Linked DNA regions of Sus scrofa: region 2 is linked to region 1. The links are chromatin contacts, called in public promoter capture Hi-C maps. All regions are on one chromosome and are shown on one strand. The core of a region is the stretch at or near the end of the contact, and the rest is flanking DNA. Distances in the headings are between cores, read along the strand shown.

Region 1 (6,398 bases), core at 981-3,480:
CCTTTGCCACCTGAGAGAAGTTCAGAAGTTGGGTCAGGGTGTCTCCGAGGCAGGGTCTGGGACTCACTGGTCACTGGGGTCAGATACTTCCTTCCCCAGCCTGAGGTCTTACCCTTCCCCACCTCATCCCCAGGGACCCAAGACCACGCTCAGTCCTACCTTGGGCTTCTTCTCCAGATCACTCTCTGTTTTGGGACCCAGGAGGTGGAGGACCTGAGCAGAGACCAGAGTCAGGACTGGGATAGGAGCCTGTGACTAACCCTACCACCTCCCTAAGGACTTTCTGGCCTATTTACCAGCTCCACTTTGGAAAAAACTACCTAACTCATCCCACCTCTGCTCCTCACATGGTTCTACTGGCCTCAAATGTTCTTTCCCTCCTGAAAGTCCATACTGGACTCAAGTAAGAAAAACACCACTTATAGAGAGGAACTGTGGGCCTGGCATCCAGATAAGCCATCTACCTCAGTCATCACCCTCTTGTTATTCTCTGCCAACATCTTGAGATGGAGGCCCCATCACCATTATTTACAAGATGAGGAACCTGAGGTTCAGAGTAAAGCAACTCACCCCAAACTAGACACAACCCAGAGAGCCAAGTCTTTCACTGCCCACCCAAGTGCTGCCCCCTCTACCCCAGGCTCTACTATCCACTATCAGAAAAGGAATAGGCTCTCTTCCCTTCTCACTCCCATTTATCTCTCAGTGGATGCTAGACACTGTCTCTAGAAGGGCCTCCACCTGCTTCAGCTCAAGGAAGCACCCACCTGCATGTCTACTTCATGCTTGATCATTTTGCCATCTGCCCACTTGAGCGCAGCCCGAGCCTCTCCTAGAAACATGGGCATAAGAAGCTGCTGAAAGGAAAAGGAGGACACTTCCCACCCTGTTTCTCAAGAAAAGGACCTGGCTGACCTCAGAAACTAGAGCCTGGGCCCAGCCAGACCTCTTTTAAGATGCTCCGACTCTCCCTTCCACCTCCCTCTCACTCATGCCCAGAAGAGAAGGCATGACCAGTGATAACAACATAGTCTGTAGTCCCCTGCCCCAGGTCCTGCTCACCCATCAGCAGCCCCATGTTGAAGTGGTAACGCTCTACAAGGAGCTTGGATCGGTGATGATTTATGGCAGCCTCCACCTACAGAAAGCCAAACCATGAGCTTCAGACATGCTCTAGGGACTGATCCCCTCACCCTGGGACTTTCTGGTTGGTAAAGCAGGGCCACTCCTTTCCAGTATTAAGTACTGAAAGCCACTCCTTAGAATTAAGGAGGCAGCTGACACCTAAGAAAAGACTCACAGCCTCCTCAATCTGCTCTGGAGTCACAATGACGCCCACACCACATTCCTGCTCAAAGTCCATGGTGTTGATTGGGTCCAGGGGATGACTTCGCACATACTCAAGGGCAGCTGAAAAAGGAAAGCCAAGGAGTTTGTGGCATCTCAGCTCCAAGAAGTAGGAAGACAGGGCCCTAATCCTATCCATGAAACCCCAATTAGTTTGACTTCCTGGAAAAGTAAGTCTTGCACTTCACTAGAGAAGCCCTAAGGCCACAGGAAAGAAGCATGTGTTGTGAGGGAAACTCCCTCAGACCTACACAGTTCTCCAGTGGGTCTCACCCAGAGGTGGCCCTCTCCGTCAGTGCCAGGGCCTAAGTTTAGAGAAGAATGCAGAACTAGTAATCTAGAGTGACACTGTGGGTCTTGTCAGAATGGTTAGATAGGGATCTTGGCTGAGAGGAGGAGCTGGAGGTGGAAGCAAGACAGGCAAGGGTCTCACCGCTCAGCTGAGTCTCAGTATGGATCTTCCTACTAGCTATGTAGCTCACGAGGAAAGACAGTCGACGAGGATCCCGCAGTCGCGAGGCCAAGCCATAGAGCAGGGTCCCGGTAGCTTTGTCGATGGTGGAGCCCAGAGTCTGCTGTGCCTAGGGTCAGAGGGGTCAGGAGATAAGCCTCACTTCCAGTAAGAAAAGCAAGAGTGAGACAAGATGGGTGGGTCGGGGTCTGGACCCGGCCCGGAGTTGCCTTGGGGCACAGTCGGCAGCCGGGGCCAAGGACGTAGGTTTGCACCTGGGTCGCCGCCTCGCGCAGCTGCGCGCTCAGAGCCGTGTTCTTGAGCGTCTCTCGCGCTTTGTGCTCGCTCAGGCCGAGGCCGGTGAAGAGCGACAAGGAGTCTAGAGCCGCCATTGCTGGGACGCCGGAAGCCAAAAAGAAACTTTGGGGCCAATCTGCCCCGGAGTTAGCTCACTGACCAATAGGAGTGAGATGCCGTCAGCGAAAGCCAATGGTATCCTTCCTTGGAGGGAAGGGGCGGGGATCTCCAGGATCGTCAGTGACATTTAAAGGGCAGAGGGCGGCCTCTCCCGCCGCTTTACTTCCGTCTTCGTGCTTCAGGTCTCTAAAAGGGATAGTGAGCGGCGGTACTTTAGAGGTGATTTGTTCCAAACCTGGAGCGAAGGTGTTCAGCACCAGGGCAGGAGGCAGACATAATCATGGTAATTTTACTCTTCATCTTTTCTCCTTCAGCCCCGGAAAACTTGGGACCATCCCAGTTTTGTTTTTGGAAACAAATGTCAATGTAGGTCGTGTTTCTGACGTCACACTTTGGAGTTGTCACGGAAACAGCTGAACAAAATGAAGCCCGGGAAATCCGGTCAAGACTCCAGAACAGACGTCTGAAATGGCACATGGATGCGCCCCAAAAGTCTTGGCACTTTTCCAGCTCCACCTGCACGCGCGCACGCACACACACACACACACACCCACACACACACACCCCTAACCAGGAAAGGGAAGGTTTGGGGCCAGGAAGGACCTTGCATGACTTCTGTGATGATTTGGCTTAAAATCTCCTGCCATACTTACTTTTTTTTTTTTTTTGGTCTGTTTTAGGATCGCACCCGCGGCATACGGAGGTTCCCAGGCTAGGGGTCAAATCGGAGCTGTATCTGCGTGTACGCCAAAGCCACTGCAACGTGGGATCCGAGCCACATCTGCAATCTACACCACAGCTCACAGCAAGGCCAGATCCTTAACCCGCTGAGCTGGGTCAGGGCTTGAGCCCATGTCCTCATGAATGCTAGTCGGGTTCGTTAACCACTGAGCCACTATGGGAACCCCCATACTTACTCTTCTTACCGAAGCATGCAAATATAGGAAAACCACAAGCAGATTAGACCTTAAAATCCATATGCAAGTACTTGACAGGATATTTTATTCAATAGTGTGGGACAGAGAAGGTAGAATAGTTATGATGATATGCTTGGGGATCTCCCTAGTCTCTCTTTGGCCCTTAAGGGCCTGCTGGGTGGGAATCATCAGGCTAAAACTGAATGTACAACCTGTGTTTTTGTTTTTATTTTTTTTTTTTAGGGCTGCACCCATGCCATATGTAATTTCCCAGGCTAGGGGTGGAATCAGAGCTGTAGATGCTGGCCTACGCCACGGCCACAGCCACAACGATCCCAGCCACCTGGGATCGTAGGTGCATCTGCAACCCACACCACAGCCCATGGTAACGCTGGATCCTTAACCAACTGAGCTGGGCCGGGGGTCAAACCCACATCCTCATGGATAAGTCAGGCTCATTACCAATGAGCCACAATGAGAAGTCCCCAATCTATTTTCTTATAGAACTGGAGCTGTTGATGGTGGGATGGTAAGTTCCCCAAATTTGGGATGGAAACACAGGCTCCTAAAGGCCTCAGTGACCCTAAAACTCCTGGACCTTCAAGTACTGGGCATGATCCTGACCATAATATTTCCTGATTTGTGGCCATATTCCACTAATGAGCAAATCTATTTTTGAGCTCCACATAATGACTACATGCCAGGTTCAGCCCAGGGCCACATACTGCATCAGTATCCAGATCCAATCCTGTGTCTTGCCCCCCTTCCACCATGCCCGCTTGGCCCCCTTCTGATGCCCAGCCCAGCCAAGGCCAGGAGCAGGCATTAAACAGGAGTAGTAGCAGTAGCAGGTCAGCCAGTCCACTGGAGCCCTTTGACTTGCACAGAGCGAACCATGAAGTTTTATGGGTCCTGCCCCATGGGATTGGCTTGCTTGCATAAGCCTCTGGTACTACTTCAGCAAAATTCAAGAAAAAGTATACAAAGAGGCAGTTCAAATGGTGGCCTAGCACCTAAGGACTTTGTGTTGTCATTGCTATGACTCGGGTTACTGCTGTGGCTCAGTTTCAGTCCTTGGCCTGGGAGCTTCCACATAACACAGGCATGGGGGGTAAAAAAAAAAAAAAAACAAAGGAGAAAAGCCGGGCAGCAGTCAGCAAGGCCCAGCTGTGGCATGGGAAGAGGAAGGGTCTAGCAGCCAGGCCTATGGACAAGTCCCTGTGGCACAGGCTCACAGCACAGAAGCAGCAGTACTAAGGGCCACAGCAGCCTTCTGCAGATGCCACAGAAGAGTAATTCATGTGACAGGTTCAGCAGCAGCAGGGCTATGGTCAAGACTGGACAGACCCCTCAATCAGTGCATACAGCACATGCAGACCCCAGGGGCCAGACATAGGGGGCTGCAGCCCATGCCTAACAGGCCTTCCAGCAGTATGCCAGTGCCAATGGCCAGCTTGGCAATTCTACCATTACTGCAAGGCTTCACACACAGTTCTCCAAGCTCTTCTCCATGGCCAGCAACCCCACACGGCTGCTGTCCTAATAGAAAAAAGCCAACATTGGTCACAGGGCTAGCTTTCTCCAGGAGCTCCTTCTGCTCACTACCACGCCTAACTCCAGCCAAGCCTGAGGGGTACTAGCAGGGCCCACATGCTGAGCTTTTTGTAAGACTGGTCTCACATGCTTGCAGTCAGGGAAGGACTATAAGGATGTCAGGACACTGTGCCACCTCTGCCTTATACTCTTTCTGGATTACTTGAATACTTGCTTCATGGAGATGCCCACTTCTAACCTCAAGCAGTTGAAGAGAAGAGGGGATAGCATTATCTACAAGGAGTAGCAAGGAGGCTCCTCACAAGACTTGCTCTTCCTGTATATGTGCAGGAGCACAGGAGCCCCAAGCCTGGACAAGCCTGTAGACCCACCGCAGGTAAACAGCCTGGGGCAGCTGCCAGAAGCCAAAAGTTCAGGGATTCTAAGGGGGAAAACGCCCTGGCAAGAACGGAAACCCAGCCAAGATTAGCTTTGATCCTCTCTGCCTGTCCTTTTGGAAAAGGGTCTCCTTCCCTAGTTTTTTTCCTGCTCTATCCTCACAAAGGATCCAGATGGTGTTCAAACTATAGCAAAGAAGGACCTGAGAACAAAAAAAGAGAAAGAGAATTCCCCCTATCCCCAAGTATGTCCTGTTTCCCAAAGTCTTTCCTGACCTGCTGTCTGTCAAGTACAAATGCCTGTACCTTTGACCACAGGCTGTCAGCTTCTGGAGTTTCATGAGATGCACTCCACACCTTGGGTGTGAGGTACTGACAATGTTGCCAACCACAGCTGCCTCCATGTGGGACCAAGAACCAACGGGATCAAAGGGCAACAGTCAGGCTCCAAAGAGCTGATGGCACTGGGGGGCTTCAAAACCCAAAGGGCCTGAGGTGGAAACGCACCATGTCTCCTCAGACCAGGGCACTTTCAGGGTCTTTAGCATACTGAGATATACACACACACACACACACACGCAGAGCTGATGGTGGAGGGGGGTTGGCCACAGCACCTGGTGCATTACAGTGACTGAGTCTGCTTATTTGTCATTTATTTTTAAAATATATTTAAACAGCAGCAATCACTTCCAAAATGCAAAAAAAAAAAAAAAAAATTACAATTTTTTAGAATAAAATTATAACGTTTATAATGAGTCAGAGAGAATTGAAGGTACAACTGAGAATCAAATCACGCAGCACTGGGGGTGGCTAGAGAAGCCAAGGTCCATTAGTTGAGGGGGGGGGGCAAGTTGACAAGAGGCCCACCCAACCTGTGACGTTTCCACCCTCAAATTATACCCCCCAACTCCCCATTGATGAAACCAGTGTCCTCAGGGTTAGAGAAGGAGAAGCAGCAAAGAGCTGGCCCTCTGGGGGGGTCCCCCAAACCCAGCCCCCCCACCAGCCAGGGACCTGCTAATCGACCTCCTCCATGTTGCTGTAGGTAGGGGCTGGGCGGTCCACAGGGGGGGCGAAGCGTTCAGGGGCTGTCCGCGTGGGGGCCACCTCGGGGGCCTGGCCAGGGCCTAGTCCCTGCAACAGAATATGAGGACAGGGGTTGGGGGCTGCCCAGCATGCCGCCTGGCATCCCGGGGGTGCTGGCTTGGAGCCCTGGCACCCAAGGGAGGGTCCCAAGGCAGGCGCAGACAGCAGCGGCGTTTGAGACAGAGAGACAAGATTGGACCTGAACAGTCTCGCTTTATTAACACTTTAAATACAGGAAGCTGCTTGGGC
Region 2 (6,322 bases), core at 3,616-6,115, 270 kb after region 1:
GCAAGACCAACGGCCTGTGTGGCAGAAGTTCTACAAAGTGCCCTGAACTTCTCAGATGAAAGGCACTATAAAAACATAAAAAATATCAACAATTATGTCTATTCATTTTACAGGGGAAAAAAAAAGCACAGGATGTACAATGGGCTTGTCCAAAAGTTCTGTAAAGTAATTTAAGAATCCAGAGGGGGGAAAGGGCAGCATTTAATTTTAATTGACATACCAATCTTATTTTCTGAATATTATAAATATAAAAAATATTTGTAAATCTGTGTTGCCCTTCTAAAAGCAAAAATCAGGAGTTCCCCTGTGGCGCAGGGCTTAAGGATCCAGTGTGATTACCATAGCAGTTCAGGTTGCTGCTGAGGTGCAGGTTCAATCTCTGGCCCAGGAACTTCCACATGACACAGGTGAGGCCACAAAAAAGAAAAGAAAAAGAAAAATTCAAAAGCATACGTAAATTATTTTTCCAATATTATAAAAATTTTCAAACATAAAGGAAAGTTAAAAGAATTTTACAGTGGGAGAGTTCCTGTCATGGCACAGGGGAAAAGAATCCAACTAGGAACCATGAGGTTGCGGGATCGATCCCTGGCCTTGCTCAATGGGTTAAGGATCTGGCGTCACTGAGCTGTGCTGTAGGGTGAATACGCAGCTCAGATCTGGCATCGCTGTGCCTGTGGCACAGGCCAGGAACTACAGCTCTGATTTGACCCCTAGCCTGGGAACATCCATATGCAATTAGTGCAGCCCTAAAAAAGACCGAAAGAAAAAAAAAAGAATTTTACAGTGAATACCTGTATCCCTACCACCCACACTATCAGGAACATTTGAATGACCTGCTTTATCAAATTAGGTTTCCTTTTTAATACACAGAAAGTATAGATTAGAAGACAACTGTCAGGAAATGGCTTCAAAAAAACCGTTGACGTCATTAGGTTAAGGAAATTAATAATATTAGGAAACCCTTCTGATATCTTTGTCAGAAATGATCAGTATTAGTTTACTGTTTAAAGTCAGAACGTACTCATATCTAACCTTGACTCTTGGTGAATGATTTTACTGTTTAATATCAGATCATATCATCATCCTGATTAAAAAAAAAAAATCAAAAAACAAATGGAAATAACTTCTCATGACCTAAAAGGTCCTACATGATACAGTTCCTGTCCATCTCTGTAATTTCATTTTTTATTTTATTATTATTATTATTATTTTTTGTCTTCTTGACATTTCTTGGGCTGCTCCCACAGCATATGGAGGTTCCCAGGCTAGGGGTCGAATCAGAGCCATAGCCGCCGGCCTACACCAGAGCCACTGCAACGCGGGATCCGAGCTGTGTCTGCAACCTACACCACAGCTCACGGCAACGCCGGATCCTTAAGCCACTGAGCAAGGCCAGGGATCGAACGGAAACCTCATGGTTCCTAGTCAGATTCATTAACCACTGAGCCATGATGGAAACTCTGCATCTCTGTAAATTTATTTTACCTCACACTTTTTCCTTCACTCCACTCCAAATATTTCACTGGCTGTTTATGTTCTCTTCTTTCCCTTCACTCGAATATTAAGATAAGATACTATCACAAATATGCTTAAGCACATTTACTTTACTCTCTTAAAAACAAAAATCAAGCTCAGTTTGGTAGCAAATTCAAACTGGCTCCAATTTAAAAGAGTATTTCCTATTTTGATGATTATTAGCTATAAAAATGTATTCAGAATTATCTGGAGGAAGCACCAATAAACTCAGACCAACACCCAGAATGAGCAGCTTCAATGCCCATCTGATTTTCAGTCACATGACTACCATAATTATGAGTATACAAGGCATTTATTTAATACTACAGCAACACAGATTAAAAATGAGTCACTAGATATAGAAACACTTGAAATAGGAATTTTAGAGTAATTACTAACTTTAGAAGTGTCTTGAAATTTTTAATTTATTAATCTCACAAGTACTTAACAGTTAGCAAATGCCCAAAGAGCAGAGTATAGTAAGATACATTAACACAAGTTTAAAACTTCATTGCATTAATGTGAAGGTACAGGCAAACAGTTCTACAGGCCAGGTGCATAAAGGGATAAACTAAGTGGTAAAGGAAGATGAAATATCTTTAGGGACCTTTTACAATTACAAATGTATGTGATTAAAATTCAGTGATTATGCACCACTTATCATTATCACTAGCAACCATAATGCAATTAAACACAAGGTGCTATCTATAGAAGCCCAGCAGGTCCAAATTGGTACTCATAAAAGTTGAAAAATCGATCTGTCTTCTGAGAGTTAACAAAAATCTCTCAGCTCAGGACAAGTAAGAAGACCCAAAGTAGCAACCCACCTCCTCCAGTCACTGCTTGGACTCCACCTTAATGGACACGAAGCACCTGAAGATCTACCTGTTTTTACTCTCCAAATAACTTAAACCCCACATGACCAGGATAAACTATTAAAAAGAGTTTTCTGACAGACAAAAAAAGAATTGGGACCGAAAACACTCCAGCAAAACCATCACCACAAACAATGGAAACTATATTCTTGATATATGCTATTTCCCTTCATCCTGCTTCAAATCAACAGTAAAAAGAGTCCACAGTCGCCTGATAACATCTTATCAGGGCCTAATTCTTTTAGTTTTACAGCAAGGGAGTCTGGGCTTACCTCCGAAGAAGATGGTCCCGTAAGAAGACCAAAACACCTAAAGCCATGACCTAGGCCAGGCAGAGACTCTGCATATTCATTTACCTATTTCAATCAACTGCTGTAGAACCATCCAGTTACAGAAAACAGAGCAAAAGCTAAAAAACATTTGTTTGTGAAATATTCCTGATTCTCTCAATGTATATAAAATCAGCAATATATAATAGGAGAAACACTATAATAAGTTGAAAGCACTGAATTTTAGCTGACTCTAAGCAAGCTGTTTAGGAGTACATAAAGAAGATCTTAGAGTGAAAATAGTTCTGGCTGGCACCTGACTATAGACATATGACCTTGAGAAATTTACTGAAGACTGTCGGACTCAGTTTCTCATCTGCAAATGGAGTTGGACTACAAGTCCTGAAGATTTCTTTCACGTCTAAAATTCTTGATCAATGAAAACGTCTTCCCTTTAATACAGATTTTTATGAGAACGGAAGCTATGAGTCTAGGATTAATCTTTACTAAAATCAAGTTCCATCTGATATTTTATGTTCCCAAGGGCCACCAGTGCTCTACAAAAATTAGATGGAACTACTCAAGACAATTTATCAAAAGAGATCCTTCACTAAGTTACCCTTTATAATTAAAAGCTAATCTTTTATCTTCACCCCAAACAATGTCACTTGTGCCAAATGCTCAAAACAACATCTCTCCCAATTTAGTCATGTCTAAAGTGACAATCATGCAATGGTACAAATGCATTACACATCTGGATGTGTGACACAAGGTGGCTGACAAATTCTCACCACATACAACATTTAAAAGAATTTTTTAAAGTATTTTTCCCCTTCAGGTCTGGCAGGAATATAATCTGATTACACACCTGCAAGGGACATTTACTTCAAAAGACTGTCTTAAATACAAAGAGAACCAAACAAGTTACCAACAGAGGTAAAAACTTTTTATCAGGACCATTATGAAACACAAGGGAAACCAACTTTAAGTAAAAAGGATGCCAATTTTCCATCATTAACTACTAATCATGGTTTTGAACAAATCGAGTGCAAATAGTGCTATTTAATGAACATGTAACTGGATCCAACTGGACAGATGTTTAGGTGATTCCTAATCAAGGTAATAACTCAGACTAAGAAAAATTGCAAATTAATACTATATTTTTATGCTACATAGTTTAATCAGGAAAAATATCCCCTTCAATTGGAAAATTCCCTTCTTCCAATATCGAAGAATCCTAACCCCTAGGATTTCAACACTGTTTTACTTAACACAATCTCAAAGAATACTGCATTAAAAAGGAAAATACCCAAAACGTAACTGGACTTCACCAAGTATAAAACGGTGATTCATGTTTCATACTAAATGTAAAAGCCAAAATGGAGTTGTAAAGAGTTTCTTTCCCATTTCAACTCCGATAGCCAAGCACGCTTCCCAGCGGCCGGCTGCCCCCCGGGTCGTGGGGCCAGTCTCACAACCCCCGCCCTGCCCCGCGCAGCCCTAAGAGAGGAAGCGCCCGGGACCGCGGGGCGGGCAGGCGGCTAGGGCTCCACCAGGCCTGGCCGGGCGGGGGAAGGGGCGCGGGAGGCCGCGGGGCGCGCTTCCGGGGACCGCGCGGGCGGGGCCGCCGCTTTGGGAAGAGGAGCCCGGCTACTGGGCCCCGAGTTAGGGTCAGGGGACAGGGTCCTGGGGCTCCCGGCCGAGAGCAGCAGGTGGGGCGCGGCCGCGGCGGGGCGGCGGCTGGCGGGCGGCCGGAAGAGTGCCGGGCGGGCGGGCCCGGGACGCCAGGAGGGAACCCTCTCGCTCACCTAAGGCGACGACTCCAAGGCCGGCTTCTCCGCGCCGAGAACGCCTGTCCGCGAGTCGCGAGCTCGAAGACTACGGCGGGTGGCTGTGGAGGTGGCGGTGGACTAACGAGAGAACCGACGGAGAGCGACGGGCGGGGAGCGCGAGAGAGCAAGAGCGGGCGGCGACGGCGGCGGGAGGGCGGGGAGCGACGTGCGCGCCCCCGAGTGCCCAGCGGGCTCGAGCCGGCCCCGGTCGCGGCCCCGCGCACGCGCGCGCACTCAGGGCTCAGCCACGATTGCTCAGGAGCGCGTCCACACCCTAAAAGCAAGACGCTTAACCAATCATTGCAGCCGCGTGGTGCATCACGGGAACTCTGGGGCTATAAAAGAGCTGGTTGCTATTTTATACTCCTCGAGTCACTCATCCTTTAAGCAGGGTGGGGCTTGGTGCGCGTGCGCGGTTTTACTGCTCCGCCCCAACTGCCAACTCTGCGCGCAGGCGAGGTAGGCGCTCCATGCCTCGGTTTACGCGTGCGCATTATTGAGTCTGGCTCCGGAAGACCGGACGCTTGCGCAGTGGGGACTACGGTGACAGTCCCCTGGGTCCGCCACCGGCCAGTCATGGCGGAGCCTTGGTCGGGGCAGTCCTTGCAGGTTCTGCCGGCCACGGTGCTGGGCGCGCTGGGCGCCCTCGGCAGCGAGTTCCTGCGGGAGTGGGAGGCTCAGGACATGCGCGTGACCCTCTTCAAGTTGCTGCTGCTTTGGTTGGTGTTAAGTCTCCTGAGCATCCAGCTGGCGTGGGGGTTCTACGGGAGTACGGTGACCGGGCTGTATCACCGCCCAGGTGAGGCTCCCCACCAACTTCCGTGGACCGGCCACCCTCTTCCCGCACTGACTGTACCTTCGGGTTCCCCGAACCCTCCCCCCCAGATTACCACTGGTGCCCTGAGAACCTAATGACAACGCTGTATCCTGACCCATGTCAACATAGCATTTCATGCCAGTAACCCCACCAGTCCACCCATGATATATAATTTCCCTTGCACTCTCATCAGACAATACCACAAGTTCTTTAGGGCCTCCACCACACTCTCCAACAAATACCACTGGCCTCTAACCTGACCTGGGCTGATGCCTGCTCAGATACCCACCCCCAGCCTGTTGCAGCTCTGGATGTGTTCCTGCCCCCAGGTCTGGGCAGCCAGAACGGATCCACACCTGATGGCTCCACGCATTTCTCGTCCTGGTGAGTAAATCTCTTCCCACTTTAACCCCATGCTTGGCACATAGAGGCCACTCCTGAGCTGAGGATAGGGGAGGGGAGTTCTCAGGGTAGGAGTCCACCAGCTTAGTGGCCTTTGCAGTAAACTCCAAGGTCTCTAACTAGAGCTCAAGCTGTAAGTGACACTGATGTCTAAACAACCCATCATTATGTTGTTCAGTAACCTGTGGGGCAGGTGACATTATTGTCACAATTTCAGAGATGAAGGGGCAAGCCTGTTGGATTCCAGTCCACCATAAGCCCCTAATTTGGAAAAACAGGAGCCTCTGTCCTTAGTGCGCTGACTGGCCTCCTCAGGATCAGCCTCCTCATCTGTAAAACATGAACTCACTAATCAGTGCATTCATTCAGCTGATCTCTGAGCTCCTAGTACATGGCAGGGGCCACGCTAGATCTAGAGAATAAGAACATCCCAGGCCCTACTCACAGGGGGAGCCAGAGGTTTAAAAGGGGAGGGAAGCAATGCAGAGGCAAGGGCCATCATAGCAGGTGACTCCTAAGGCAGACACCTGAAGGCAAAGTCTAGGGGGTAGTAAAGTATACCAAGCAAAGAGAATGGATAGAACAAGACCCAAAGACAAGAGCAGGATG

The links. Promoter capture Hi-C pulls out the DNA fragments that hold promoters and counts their contacts.
Region 2: a promoter capture Hi-C map of liver shows a contact between it and region 1, with 2.8 times the contacts expected there. The contact joins the promoter of TCTA here to the promoter of QARS in region 1. A contact is called at or near these places in 2 of 5 promoter capture datasets (fetal skeletal muscle and liver), 1 of 47 Hi-C or Micro-C datasets (embryonic fibroblasts) and 1 of 2 datasets of contacts at active chromatin or transcription factors (alveolar macrophages).

What each region holds. Positions count from the first base shown.
Region 1 is chr13:31,720,970-31,727,367 of Sscrofa11.1, forward strand. It overlaps QARS (glutamine--tRNA ligase), which reads right to left and starts at 2,231. Exons shown (of 24, transcript XM_021070652.1): 1 at 2,074-2,231; 2 at 1,781-1,928; 3 at 1,301-1,410; 4 at 1,063-1,138; 5 at 768-832; 6 at 160-213; 7 at 1-10. The coding sequence starts at 2,190. USP19 (ubiquitin specific peptidase 19) reads right to left here. Exons shown (of 26, transcript NM_001271714.1): 26 at 5,762-6,197. The coding sequence ends at 6,081.
Region 2 is chr13:31,986,543-31,992,864 of Sscrofa11.1, forward strand. TCTA (T-cell leukemia translocation-altered gene protein) reads left to right here and starts at 4,866. Exons shown (of 3, transcript XM_021068739.1): 1 at 4,866-5,293; 2 at 5,641-5,695. The coding sequence starts at 5,071. RHOA (ras homolog family member A) reads right to left here and starts at 4,665. Exons shown (of 6, transcript NM_001244437.1): 1 at 4,471-4,665; 2 at 1-65.